Linked DNA regions of Hordeum vulgare: region 1 is linked to region 2. Evidence: chromatin contacts called from public Hi-C data. All regions are on one chromosome and are shown on one strand. Each heading gives the region's core, a stretch centred on a gene start, on an enhancer-like site or on the middle of the called end of the contact. The rest is flanking DNA. Distances are from core to core; before and after follow the strand shown.

Region 1 (6,192 bases), core at 1,154-3,653, 990 kb after region 2:
GCTCACTAGGGACAGTGTGTTATCTATGTATCTGCACATGTATTTGAGTTTCCAATCAATACAATTATAGCATGGATAATAAATGATTATCATGAACAAGGAAATATAATAATAACCACCTTATTATTGCCTCTAGGGCATATTTCCAATAGACGGATGGGAGTGAAGGGGAGTGGAGTGAAGTGGCTAGGGTTTGGTCCAACAAGCGGACAAGAACAAATATATGGGGGTCGATGCAAGCCAACGCGAGCCTGACACACGTGGGGGCATGCCCGGGCGCCCCATATCAGTTCCATATTTGGGCTGGATAAGGGAGGTCACAGTCATCTCGGGCATTTGAGGCCCGTTTGGGGCGCCCGATTGGGTCGAAATTTCGTGACCGATAAGTGACCCGGCGGCCTATCTGGACGTATGAGACATATATAAAGGGCCTGACTGTAGATTTTATTACATCCAGCAAGACGACCTAGGTTTCTTCCAAATCTTACTGCAGTACATTTTGCTGTAAATGAATCAAGGCATGTGTCTATTTTTTTCCATTTGGAGGAGCAATGGATGTGCCGTTGTGATCATGAAGGATTGCTCCCACCGGTCCTTCAAGTGATTAGTGAGTAATGTTTATTATAGCTTTTTCTAAGAGTACCTCAGCAGTGTATCATATTTTTATAGAAGGCAGAAAGTATAACTACAAAACCTAAATGATAACGCTCATACGAGTGTCACGAGGAAATATGGTATATACACCTTCATAACTATTCATCTTGCCACATCAAACATATGACATTAACAGAACCTTTGTGATTTTTTAGACTTCAAACTATTTAATTCTTAATAAAAAATTCAATTAAAAATCCGTTTTCATCATTAAATTCACCCCGACGAGATTTTTAAAAGTAGATCACATATTGATATGTTTCGACGATTTTTTTTGGGTTAAAAGTTATCATGATGTTTACAGTAAAGTTTTCATAGTGTTTATAATAAAGTTGCCAGGACATGGTTTCTCTAGTTTTTTCTTTTAGATTTAAAGCTACCATTGTATTTCAACTACTTTTTTACGGTAATTTTATTAATTGACCATGACAAATGTTAATAATTAACCATGATAAATTCAATTCATGGATCATGACAATATTTAGTAATCCATCATGGCAAATTGACTATAGATCATGGCAATTTTAGTATTTTGACCATGATAATTCTAGTATTTTGAACAAGAAAAATATTTTCCTATGAACCATGGCAATTTCTAGTGCATGCATGATAACATATTTAAGTAATTTACCGTAGCAATTTTAGTTTATGGTTCATGCAAATTTGAACTATTGATCATGCATTTTTAAAGTAATTGACGACATATTTTTTTTACTCATAAATAATGTAAAAAATATTTCATGTATAATGTCAAAGTTTAGAATTTATCTTGGTAAGTTTGGTTTCTTATTTTTTTATAACATGATGAAATTTATTTTAAATATTAAAAAAAGCAGTTGAAATATATCATGAAAATTTTAGTATAACCATGATGACAATTTATATGCAATAGACATGTCAACTTTTAACGTCCCAAAAAGTCATCCAAACATATCGATATGTGATCTAGTTTTGAAGATCTCGTTACAACGGGTTTAATGATGAAAACTTTTTTCAAACAAAGTTTTCCTTTAAGAGATAAAACATTTTAAAGTTTAAAAAATAGAAAACCCCACTCACATCATCTGATTAGTCCCTATTTGCATGCATTTTTTTTGAGAAATAAAAAGACCGATGTAGTGGGTGGCTAGAAGAACGTTTAGTCCGACCTCTTTTAGCGCACACGTATAAGTAAAATTGATTCGTGCCACAAGTATGACACTTATCAGTTATCAGTGTCCTTTCAAAAATCAAGTCGAGAGCAAATAGACATGTAGTTGAATGGTCAGAGAGACTCTGATATCCCAACACAACAGGGTTCCAATTTTGATGCTCATATTATTTTCCTGAATTTATTATAGAAGTTCCGGCGATGCGCTTCAGCGAAAGATGACGTTTTCGTCGACGACGATGTGCGTACGATGACATCGTAAATCTTAAGATGATATGTTCACTTATTTTTTTGAAGATGCTCATAGAATAAGATGTGTACATGTACGTTTATAGGGGTGAGTGTACGAGCTTGCCGTGTAAAAAAAAAAAGCTAAGTCGAGATGGCATGGTCTTTTGAAAAATGAAAAAACCCTGTCGGTGATTAGCCTAAACCGGGGTCATTACCCGAGTCGAGAACAAACCACGGCAGAATTGACGGAACAGTCACGTCCAGCTCACTCCGCACGAAAAGGCCAAAACCGGAGAACCAGCCCTACCACCACCGTTCCTGCCACTCGGGCCCCATAAATCCCCGGCCACATCGCCCCTCTGGATTCTAGACTAGAAAGACCGCCTCCCTCCCGCGGTCCCGCCGCCCGGCGACCGGCTTCAGCCGGTCCACACCCGCAAGTTGACCGCCAGCCGTCGCTCTGCCTTCTTCTCCTCTGCCGGTAAATAAAACCCCACGACGAGGGAAAAACTTTTTTTCTACTAACACGCGCAGCCCCAGCGAAGCAGCTCAGCGGCGACAACAAAAGAGGGGACCCTTTCCGTTGGTCGCCACCGCCAACTCGCCTCGGCCCCCGCTCCTCCGCACGCCCGCGCGGGATCTCGCGCTTGCTCCCCCCCGAGGAGGGCTCTCCCGGTGAGGGCTCGTCGATCGACCGGTGCGCACGTGGTGATCGCGGCCGGATCTGGCGGGGTCTCGCCGGATCTCGGGCCATTTTGGGGGGCGGTTGCTGATGGCTGGGTTTCCTACTTTGTAGCAGGGTTTGCGGCGGGCGATGGCGAGCCGGGTGAAGGAGGACGAGAAGAACGAGCGGGTAATACGCGGGCTGCTCAAGCTGCCCGCAAACAAGAGGTGCATCAACTGCAACAATTTGGTAGGTTCCCCGCTGGTTTGCTCGAGTTCGCTTGCTTAATGTGGTCGTATTTGAGGCCGGGTTTGGGTCTGGGAGTCTGGAATGGCTTAGAGCTCGTTTGACTTCCTCCGCCATGGTTTGCTGCAAATGGTGCTTTTCTGTCAAACCGCGAATGCGCATGGCGTACGAGGGTTCTCATGGACATGGACTGGCAGGGGTGAAAGCATCATCCTGTTGGGTGGGCTAGAGAAAAATGTAGCCTCAGTCTGCAGATTATACCGTGGTCCAAAATACAGGCCTTTTTATGCACACTCTCTTAGGATGTGCATTGGGTGTGATTTCATTGCTGGGATGCACAACAGTGATGTTACTAAATCGTAATTGTTAGTGCCACATTTACATCCTGCATAATTTGGTGCCATATGTTGTTGTGCATTGTTCATGTTCTATTCGGAGAAGGGCCCAGCATACCTATTCACATGATATCTGCCGTTATTTGGGACACCTCTAGTGCTTGCTACTGAGTATGCAGCAGGATGGGTTGATTTGAAGGCCACACCCCTTTTATTTTGACATCACAAGTTCACAACTGAAACCTACCTAGTTTGCTATGCATAAAATTGCATTAATTGTTATGCTCTGTAGCTCCATGGCGTCTCTTATATGATGCAACCATCTAATATTTTTAACGTGAAGAACTCTGTGAAATGGATAAGCCATGGATGTGATTGAGTGACAGTAGAAACAGTTGTGTCCATTGAAGTCATATTTGAAGATTCATAAGCTCAGATTTGTGCCCATTGTCTTGCTGCAATTCAGTTTTCCCTGCATTTCTCCAGAGCTAATTTTATTCCATTCGCACCATAAACGGAACTTATGAGTGCCAGCTTGTGAATTATATATGCCATTTTGCCCATGTTCTGTGTTGCTTGTATTTGTATGCATTGCATGTTTCTAAAAGATTGAAATACTGATGCACCACATATATTGGTATGAACAGGGACCACAATATGTATGCACAAATTTCTGGACCTTCGTTTGTACCAATTGCAGTGGAGCACAGTAAGATTCCTTTTCAGTTCTCTTTCATTTTGTCTTAGATGTATCATGGTCAATTTAAATAACAGGTTCACAACCCCCAATTGGAATGATTGAAGTTAGCCTTCCATAATAACTGCCTGCCTTTTCTTTTCCGCTCCTCCTAGCCGAGAGTTCACGCACCGGGTGAAATCTGTTTCCATGGCTAAATTTACTGCACAAGAAGTCACTGCTCTACAAGGAGGAGGAAATGAGGTATTTTCATGTTCCTATAGTTCTTAATTTTCCGTCTCATGTATTTTTGTTTAACTTGACATGGGGTTTGCATAACTTGTAGCGTGCTAGAGAAATATTTTTCAAGGAATGGGATTCTCAGCGCAATCCATACCCTGACAGCAGGTTACCTTTCTTTGTCCATCTTCATGGTTATAACTTGTTAGTTTTGCCTTTAGAATTCTGACCCGTTCGACTGTTTCCTACGGTCTCAGTAATACGGACAAATTGAGGAATTTCATCAAATATGTTTACGTGGAACGGCGATATACAGGAGAAAGAAGCTCTGATAGACCACCGAGGGGAAAGGTGATGCTGGCACCCTATAGCTCTAGCATTTCTGCTGTGATAACCGCCATCAATTCTGGGAACTCTATCCTGTTGTCTTGTAAATTCATTATTTGCTGGTTGATTTGCATATTTCAGGACGATAAGGATGAACATAGCGAAAATAGAAGATCTGATGGAAATCGGGGTGGTTCAAGAAGTCCACCATATAATGAAAGTTACTCTGACCGTCGGAGTTATAGTGGACGGAGTGATGACAGAAATTCCAGACATTCCTATGGAGAACGTAGTCCTGGCTATGACCAGAATGATTATAAGAAAAGCCCCCGCCACTTTGAAGTTGTCGACGATAGATCTGGGAAAACAACTCCAGTTCAAAGGTTCGAGGACCGCAGGTTTTCTGAACCACGAAAGCCAGAGACTGGGTCTCCAAATTACCAGAGAGAAGCCAATGGATCTAGTCCTCCTGTTGTACGGCCAGTGAGGGAGATATTGGGTGATGATGCTCCTCAACTTCGGATTGGTGAACCTCCAAAGCCGAATGTAGCCAGACCGATTGACCCTCCAAAACCAAATGGAGCCAGGACCATTGAACCTCCACCTCAGGCACAGGTTGTTCTAGTCGCTCTTGGTGTTTTCAATCCCTCTCAGACACTGGTTTTAGATACTCTTGAAATTTAGCATATTTTTGTGCAAATATTCTTTCTAAGCTGAGAGTTTGAGGCAAAATTATAACTGTTTTGTCTTACATATTTCATACTGCAGAGGACAGCTACTGCCAGCAGCATTGGTTCTTCCGAGGGGATTTCGGAACAGACGAAGGCAGTAACTCCAGTCAGTTTAATTGATTTTGGTGCAGATCCCGAACCTACTGCATCTGCCCTGCCATCACAGACAGCCCCTACACCCCAGCAGCAGTCAGTTAATGCACAGCCTATTAACACAACAGCGCCACAACATGTTCTTGAACAAGGCAGAAGTGCTCCATCAGTGAGCGGCGGTGATTGGGCATCTTTTGATGCTTTTGGCCAGCAACAACAAACACCACAATCAGGCAGCACTGTAAATCCGCTTGAGTCTGTGCTTGCACAACTATCATTCTCTGAAACACCCTCTGCCTCCAGTACATCAGCCTTTTCAACTTCTGTTGATCAGCAAGCAAATGGAGGACAGTCATCCATGATAGATCCATCACATTCTTCATTATTTGGTCCACCCGTTGGAATCTCAGGCAATCAGGTACCTCCCTTCGCAGAAAATTTCAATGAGTGTGCATCAAATGAGTATTTTTCTTGAAAGAAACTGTGTTATAGGCCTCAACAGGAATGCCCGTCCAAGGATCTGCAGTTCATCAATCTGCTGTGGCTGCCCCTATGGGTGGTCTTCCATCTCTATTGCCTTCAAATTCTCAAGGAACAAGTGGTATTCAAGAAGCAACGTCTTCTCATGACAGCAAATCCAGTGGGCGGACAGCACTTCCAGTGGTATGTGATTAATTGCTTGTAAACTATTTAGCAGCTATCTAGGGAGCATGTTCTATATGCCCTTGTGCCATGAGCTATTCCAGATTCCCATTTTCACCCATCACTTGATTGATGTGGTCTACACAATATATACACTATTACTCCCTTCGTTCTTAAATATAAGTCTTTTTAGACATTCCACT
Region 2 (6,178 bases), core at 329-2,828:
AGGGCTGGATGCGCCTCTTTGTCCCCTCGCTTATGGGCGACAAAGACTGGGTCAGCCGAGAAGATAACCACAATGATCGGGGCGGCCCAACCACTTCACCGCAAGGCTACCAAGACGATGATCATACTGATTTTATGGGAGATTTGGAAACACAGGAATGATTGCACCTTCTCAAACAAGCAGGCGCAGATACAAGACTTACAATGCGCAATCACGAGAACCGTTGAGCTATGGAGACAAGCTGGAGCATTCTTCTTGGAGCCCCCTTTCTGGATCCTCCGTGAGGGATCGACTCTACCCCCCCCCCCCCCTCTCGTTTTTCTTTTTAAGTTTCTCTCCCTTTTTCTCCTTGATCCTAGGATCGTACCCCCCGCCTTGCTGTAACCGCTCTCCTACCTGCTAAGTTCTAATATATGCCAACATTCCAAGCTGGATCTTTCAAAAAAAAAGTGTATGTACATCACAAAATTGCTTATATATTCACTACAAAAAGATAGTATAGTCCAATGGTAAATACGCATAGATTTCGCAAAAATAAGGTATATACGTACGGTCCTAGATCGCGCAACATGTATAAAAAGAGAATCTCATGCAAATATAGCATTGCCAAGGACTATATTTTTTCCTTCGCTCGCTCCTTGCCAACCAATGCCTGTGCGAAATAAAGACGTACCGTGTATCATCTATTAAGTTGCATCCTAAATTACATTTTAAAAATAATGAACATGTAAAATAACATAATATTCAAATTCTACACATTTTTCTAATCAAATTTCATATATAGCATGTTAAAATTAGAGTTACGGTTTTAAGAGATATGTTTTGAATATATATATTAATTCTTAATAGATGCAAGATGATTAACACATATATTAGGGTGATTTATGTAAAACTGAAAAAATGGTTCATAATCACTTAAAAGAGAGACTGCAGATTAGTTCGGATTAAATAGAGGGGTTTTGCATAAAATGTAAAAAAATGGTTGGTTAATTACTTAAAAGACAGAAAGTTTTCTTGCAAAAACACCAGCAACGTATGAAAAAAATAATATTTTCTTTATTATTAGGAAGGGATATAGAAAAAATAAACAGTAACAAAAAAAGTTAAAAAATCAAGAAATAAGAAGCATAAAAATGTAAATAAAAAAGAAAATAAAAATAAAAATGAAAGGAAAAAACAACCGGAAAGAAAATAAAAAAACAAATAACAAACGAAAAACCTGAAGCAAAATAATGTGCAGCACGCATTGGCATGGACCGGCCTAATCCCCATCATTTTTTGCCACGTCGACAGTTCTTTGAAAAATGACTTGAAGATTTGATTTAGATCGAAATTATATAGTTCGGGATGTGATCGATCAAAATTTTAACTTGGGTTCATTTCATCTGATCTTTATGAATTTAGAATTTAAAATAAACTTTTTCCTTGTGCGCGTGTTCTGCGCGTGGTCTCGTCACGAGACGTGGTGATCGAGGAAACACCAGCGTGCAGCACTGGCCTGTGCTGGACGGCCCAAGGTCCAGGTGTGCAGCACGTCAGCGAGACGGGATTGCAAGGTGTGGTAACATGGTGCAGCCCAGGAGCAGCTGGCCGGTGTGGCGCGCTGGATGGAGCTGGAGGCAGGCACAAGTGGGCTGCGGTAGTTGGTGGTGTGCGTACATGCTTGACATTTGTTTATTACTATTCGTCCTAAATATAATTTCTTTTAGATATTTTACTAGCAAACTATATACGAATGTATGTAGACATACTTTAAAATATAAATTCATTCGTTTTGTTTTATATATAGCCTTTCTAATGAAATTTCTAAAATTACTTATATTTAGAAACAAAGGGAGTAGAAAAAAGTGCCAAGGTCTGCGTGTTTACATGAGCAGTTTTTTATTTGCGAATAAAGCAACTTCATTACTTAACTAGAATCATTACATTCTTGTTGACAGATCACAGATAGCATCAACCTTAACAGGGGCATACCTTAACCAAACAGCGGTTTGCGGTAGCGACTGACCCATTTGGGCAAGAGTGTGTGTACGCAAGCTGAATTTGATCTTTTTCTGCTAAAATGCACGAAGAAGCTACAAGAACAAATAGAAACATGGAAAAATTGTGCAGGTTAAATGGAAGTTTTTCGGGATCGATTTGTTGAGAAGGCTTGAAACACATGAACATGCTATGGAGGCACATAGACAAGCGTGTCATAAGGATCATGTATAACAGGTCATCGAGTCATGCATGTTATGTGGTGAAAATATAATGCACGGTGGTGAAGAATATTCGTCGAGGTAGAGTTTATTGAAATTGTGTCGAATATAGTAGCCAAGGTAGATTACAGTTTAAGCAAGATATAAAACCGTGTCCTAATAGGACACTTGTATCTTTGACCTCTTATATATAACGAGGTTAGACACACGATGTAATCTATGCCATCTTGTTACAGCGGACGGTGGGCATCAAGCAAATCAAAGGCCTAACATCAACACGGCTCGCGTCCGAGCCGTCAAAGAGATGGTGGCGAAGTAGACCGTCCGGCGTGCGGGATAGGCTAGGAGCATAGTAACGTCCCGAACAGGCAGATTCGGTTGTGCCCTCGGCGATGATCTAGACGGCCGGCAACTGAGCCGCGGCCTGGCCTGCATAAAGTGGAGTTGCAGGTTAATTAGAACGATGGCCATGCGAGAGGACTGGACTTCACGCCAAGATCACGTGCTCGTCGCTCGATCATAGCTACAGAAAAGGATGGCTTTGTTTTTTCCACGGTTGTGAGCAATTTATTGGAAGGGGAAAAACTGATGCTTTTATATGGGTATGTCGAAAGAGGCAGGCGGTCTTTTTTTTAGGGAGAGCGCTTGTTCCGATATTACCTTGGAAACGGAACCATTATTGACATATACGTTTTTTGTTAAAAACGAAGCAGCCGTACGACTTTCGCTGAACTATATTGGCATTTATGTCTCAAAAAATCCTAAAGATTTCTTTTTTTTAATATTTGATCAGACATGAGGAGGTAAGACTGCATGAGGTGTGATATGGCTAGATGTGATTGGGTGCTGAGATATCTATGCTGCATGTTGAGATAAATTAAGTAGTGGGAATAAATTTCCTTAATATGCGCTGAGATATCTATGCTGCATGTTGAGATAAATCAAGTAGTGGGAATAAATTTCCAATTTAAATACATCTGTAGTACAACAACTTGCTTGACATTAACAGATTCATACATAAATTTGAAAAACCCACGAAACTCATACACAAACCCGTTTGCTGTAACAGATCACGACAAAAATAACATGACTAGGCACATGTGGCGCACCACATTAGAATTTGGCACGCGCCAGGCCTTGTGTGTTTTACAAAACAAACCTGAAAATTGGATTTATAGCGTGTATTGGTCCTAAGTTGAGTGTGCGGATGAAAATATTTTGAGAGCAACCTCATATTGTCACAGTTTTATGAATGAGCCTCGCTAACCCTCCTGAAAGCCTTGCCTGGTCGCCTCGCTCCTTGAGCTCTCCGAGGCGATCAACAGTGCGTCGTTTTGAACCAGTTGAAGGACAGGAAAGCGACATGTGGCCAGTCATACTGGCGGCGACCAAGTTTGCGTTGGCGTGTGTTATGTGTTGATTCCCTCCCTTCCCCACGCCCTTGCACCGTCGCTTCTTTCCCTGTTTCATTAGGTTTTGAGGGCAGGGACGATCATCCTTTTTTTGTGCACGGATTCGATGATTGGGGACTTTTTTGCGCATGGATTCATCGATTGGTAATCTTGACCAGCAAGTGAACGTATGATTGTTCAGATTTCAGTGGAGAACGGAGGGCAGTGTGATGAACGCCTGATTGTATGGGAAGGCAAAGTAGATATGATAGATATTGTTGATATTGGACAGTGCCATGTGTGACTATCATACGAACAATACTGCTGTGGATTTAGTATTGTATATGTAAAGTATTGATTTTTGAAGAAAACTCTAAACTTCCACTAATTTACGACTGAAATTTACTGAAAATTGACTGTGGCTATCTCTTAATTTTGTGTGCAGGGAGTCTGATTTTTATGTCATGACACATATACATGAAATTATAGTTTGTAGTACTAAATTTTGAGTTGAGCGTTGCTAGGGACGACACTTACTGGTTGGCCGATCTTTGAGGATACTATGCATCAACGAGTGAACCACATTGAATAGAAAAATCACACTGCTTCATACTGAAAACCGCACTGCATCGGACGTGTAAGGGACTTGCATAACTTATTTTGTCGGACGTAAATTTTCCAAGAACGGGATGAAAGTGAATCTCACACACTACGAAAAGTAAGCCGCATGAATGGGACGAGTGCACTACATTTAAGATTACATTTTTGCAACAAAAGAATGTTATCTCCCACCAACATTCTTTGAATTTTTTTAACAAACAAATGAACAGCAGAAAACAAAAACAAAGTACTGCACGACAGAGCTAACCAAACTGCATGCACACATTTTGTTTTGCGTCGGACACTCGCCAAATTGCACGCGCACGAGCTATGAACCGCATGTCAAGCGTGTGCGACTTAGATGGCATGGTCGATGGATTGCAGGGAAAGATCTGGTACTTGCCAGACTACACACGCACGAGCTTCGAATCGCATGGCGAGCATCCCCAAGCTGCATGGCCATGGTCGAACGACCAGATAGGAAGAGATGGAGCTTGCGGTACCTCCTCGAGTGTGTGTGTGAGAGAGAGAGAGAGCTGCAAGTGCCCCTGTGATGGATTGCGGTCACGGATGAAATCTGGGTAGGGCAAAGGAGGAGGAGGCTGCAGAGGGGTCTCGGCAGGATGAGGATCATCGATTCTGGGTAGATTGGGGGGGGGTCGGAGGGCTGGCGAGGGGCAGTGGAACGACGACTTTCGGTGCACACACCCACAAATACCTCCAGCGGCGGCGGTCGCTGTTGTCTACTCCGATGGCGGGCCGTCGCGAAGAGGCCTCAATAGGTCGCGGGGAAGATGGATCTGGCTGCGGCGGAGGAGCAATGGGAGGCTGGTGGAGGTAGGACTACTGGAAGTCAAGGCGCGGCACGAACCTCCACTACAAGAATTAGAGAATTTGCCATTTGCATGATCTTTGCCGTCTGCTGGCAAATGGCAAAGAAGCTCTTTGCCGTCAGCTGCCAAAAAATAGACGGCAAAGAGCTGATTGATGGCAAAGATACTCTTTGCCATCAGTGCATTCTTTACCGTCGGCTGGCGGACGACAAAGATGGAACGGGCTGACGGCAAAGCACAAACTGATGGCAAAGATGATCCAAACAGACGACAAAGAGTTACCGCAGCTGAAACCGTCCCCTTTGCCATCAGGGGCCTCTTTGCCATCTCAACACACCCCTCTTTGCCGTGTGCCTCGAGCGAGCGGGCAGCCAGCGCGAGCGAGCGGGCAGCGAACAACGGCTAGAGAAGGTGTCGTCCCGAGCCCCACCCTCATGCCCCATCACTCGCTCCCTCGTCTCCAACCCTAAGCCTTTCCCCGCCCCCTGAAGTCGCCTCCCCTCGTCACCGCAGCCGCGACACCCATCTCTCACCAGTGGGGGACGAATGGATGGTACCGTGAGGAAGACATAGGGAGGAGCGGAAGCAGGGGCAGGTCAAGGAGGAGGTTGTTGGCGACCTAGGTGCATGCCACCGACGCGGCTCTGACAGGTGTGGTGGCCGACGGCGATCTGGATGGAGTGGCTGCAGCTGGAAGGGCAGAAGCAGCCTGTGGGCGCCATCCGCCCCAACTCCTCTATGCCACTGCAGCCTCACTGTCCACCGCCAGACCCACCCCCTCCTCCCCGTTGTCTTCTACTCCCCCACCACGTATCCTGAGACGCCAGCATAGGCAAGTACGTCGCCAGCATTGTTCGTCCATCGAATCTGTGTCGTCTTGCCTGTGTAGCCCCATCCTTCACGCGCCTCCTCCAACTAGCCATGGCTCCCGATCTAGGGTGATGGACACCGCCGCCCCCAACGCCCCGCAATGCCTCCTCTTCGCTGCGGCCACCCACAACCACCACGACCCTCCTTCTTCGGCCCCTCTCCTCCATGCCCTTTCTTGTCTCCTCCAGCACCGACCTCCACAAGTACACCACTTACGCCGTCGTTCCTCGATGCATCTGTCGTGTCCTCCCCCATCCGAGAAGCCCCACTGCCTACCATCACC

What was found. Hi-C and Micro-C count contacts between places; a contact is called where the count stands out from the background.
Region 1: a Hi-C map of leaf shows a contact between it and region 2, with 9 times the contacts expected there. The contact joins the promoter of LOC123406347 here to the enhancer-like site in region 2. A contact is called at or near these places in 3 of 6 Hi-C or Micro-C datasets (leaf and seedling) and 1 of 1 datasets of contacts at active chromatin or transcription factors (embryo).

Annotation. Positions count from the first base shown.
Region 1 is chr6H:176,129,020-176,135,211 of MorexV3_pseudomolecules_assembly, forward strand. LOC123406347 (probable ADP-ribosylation factor GTPase-activating protein AGD14) reads left to right here and starts at 2,404. Exons shown (of 14, transcript XM_045099853.1): 1 at 2,404-2,710; 2 at 2,835-2,948; 3 at 3,928-3,989; 4 at 4,133-4,220; 5 at 4,303-4,364; 6 at 4,454-4,547; 7 at 4,665-5,138; 8 at 5,292-5,765; 9 at 5,840-6,010. The coding sequence starts at 2,850.
Region 2 is chr6H:175,135,768-175,141,945 of MorexV3_pseudomolecules_assembly, forward strand. No RefSeq gene overlaps it. Among protein-coding and RNA genes, the nearest start is that of LOC123406506, 61 kb to the left of the region's middle. Within about 2 kb of position 1,579, at least 3 of the 3 cell types and tissues checked have open chromatin away from gene starts, as enhancers often do. A contact at or near this core is called in leaf and seedling, where this site is marked.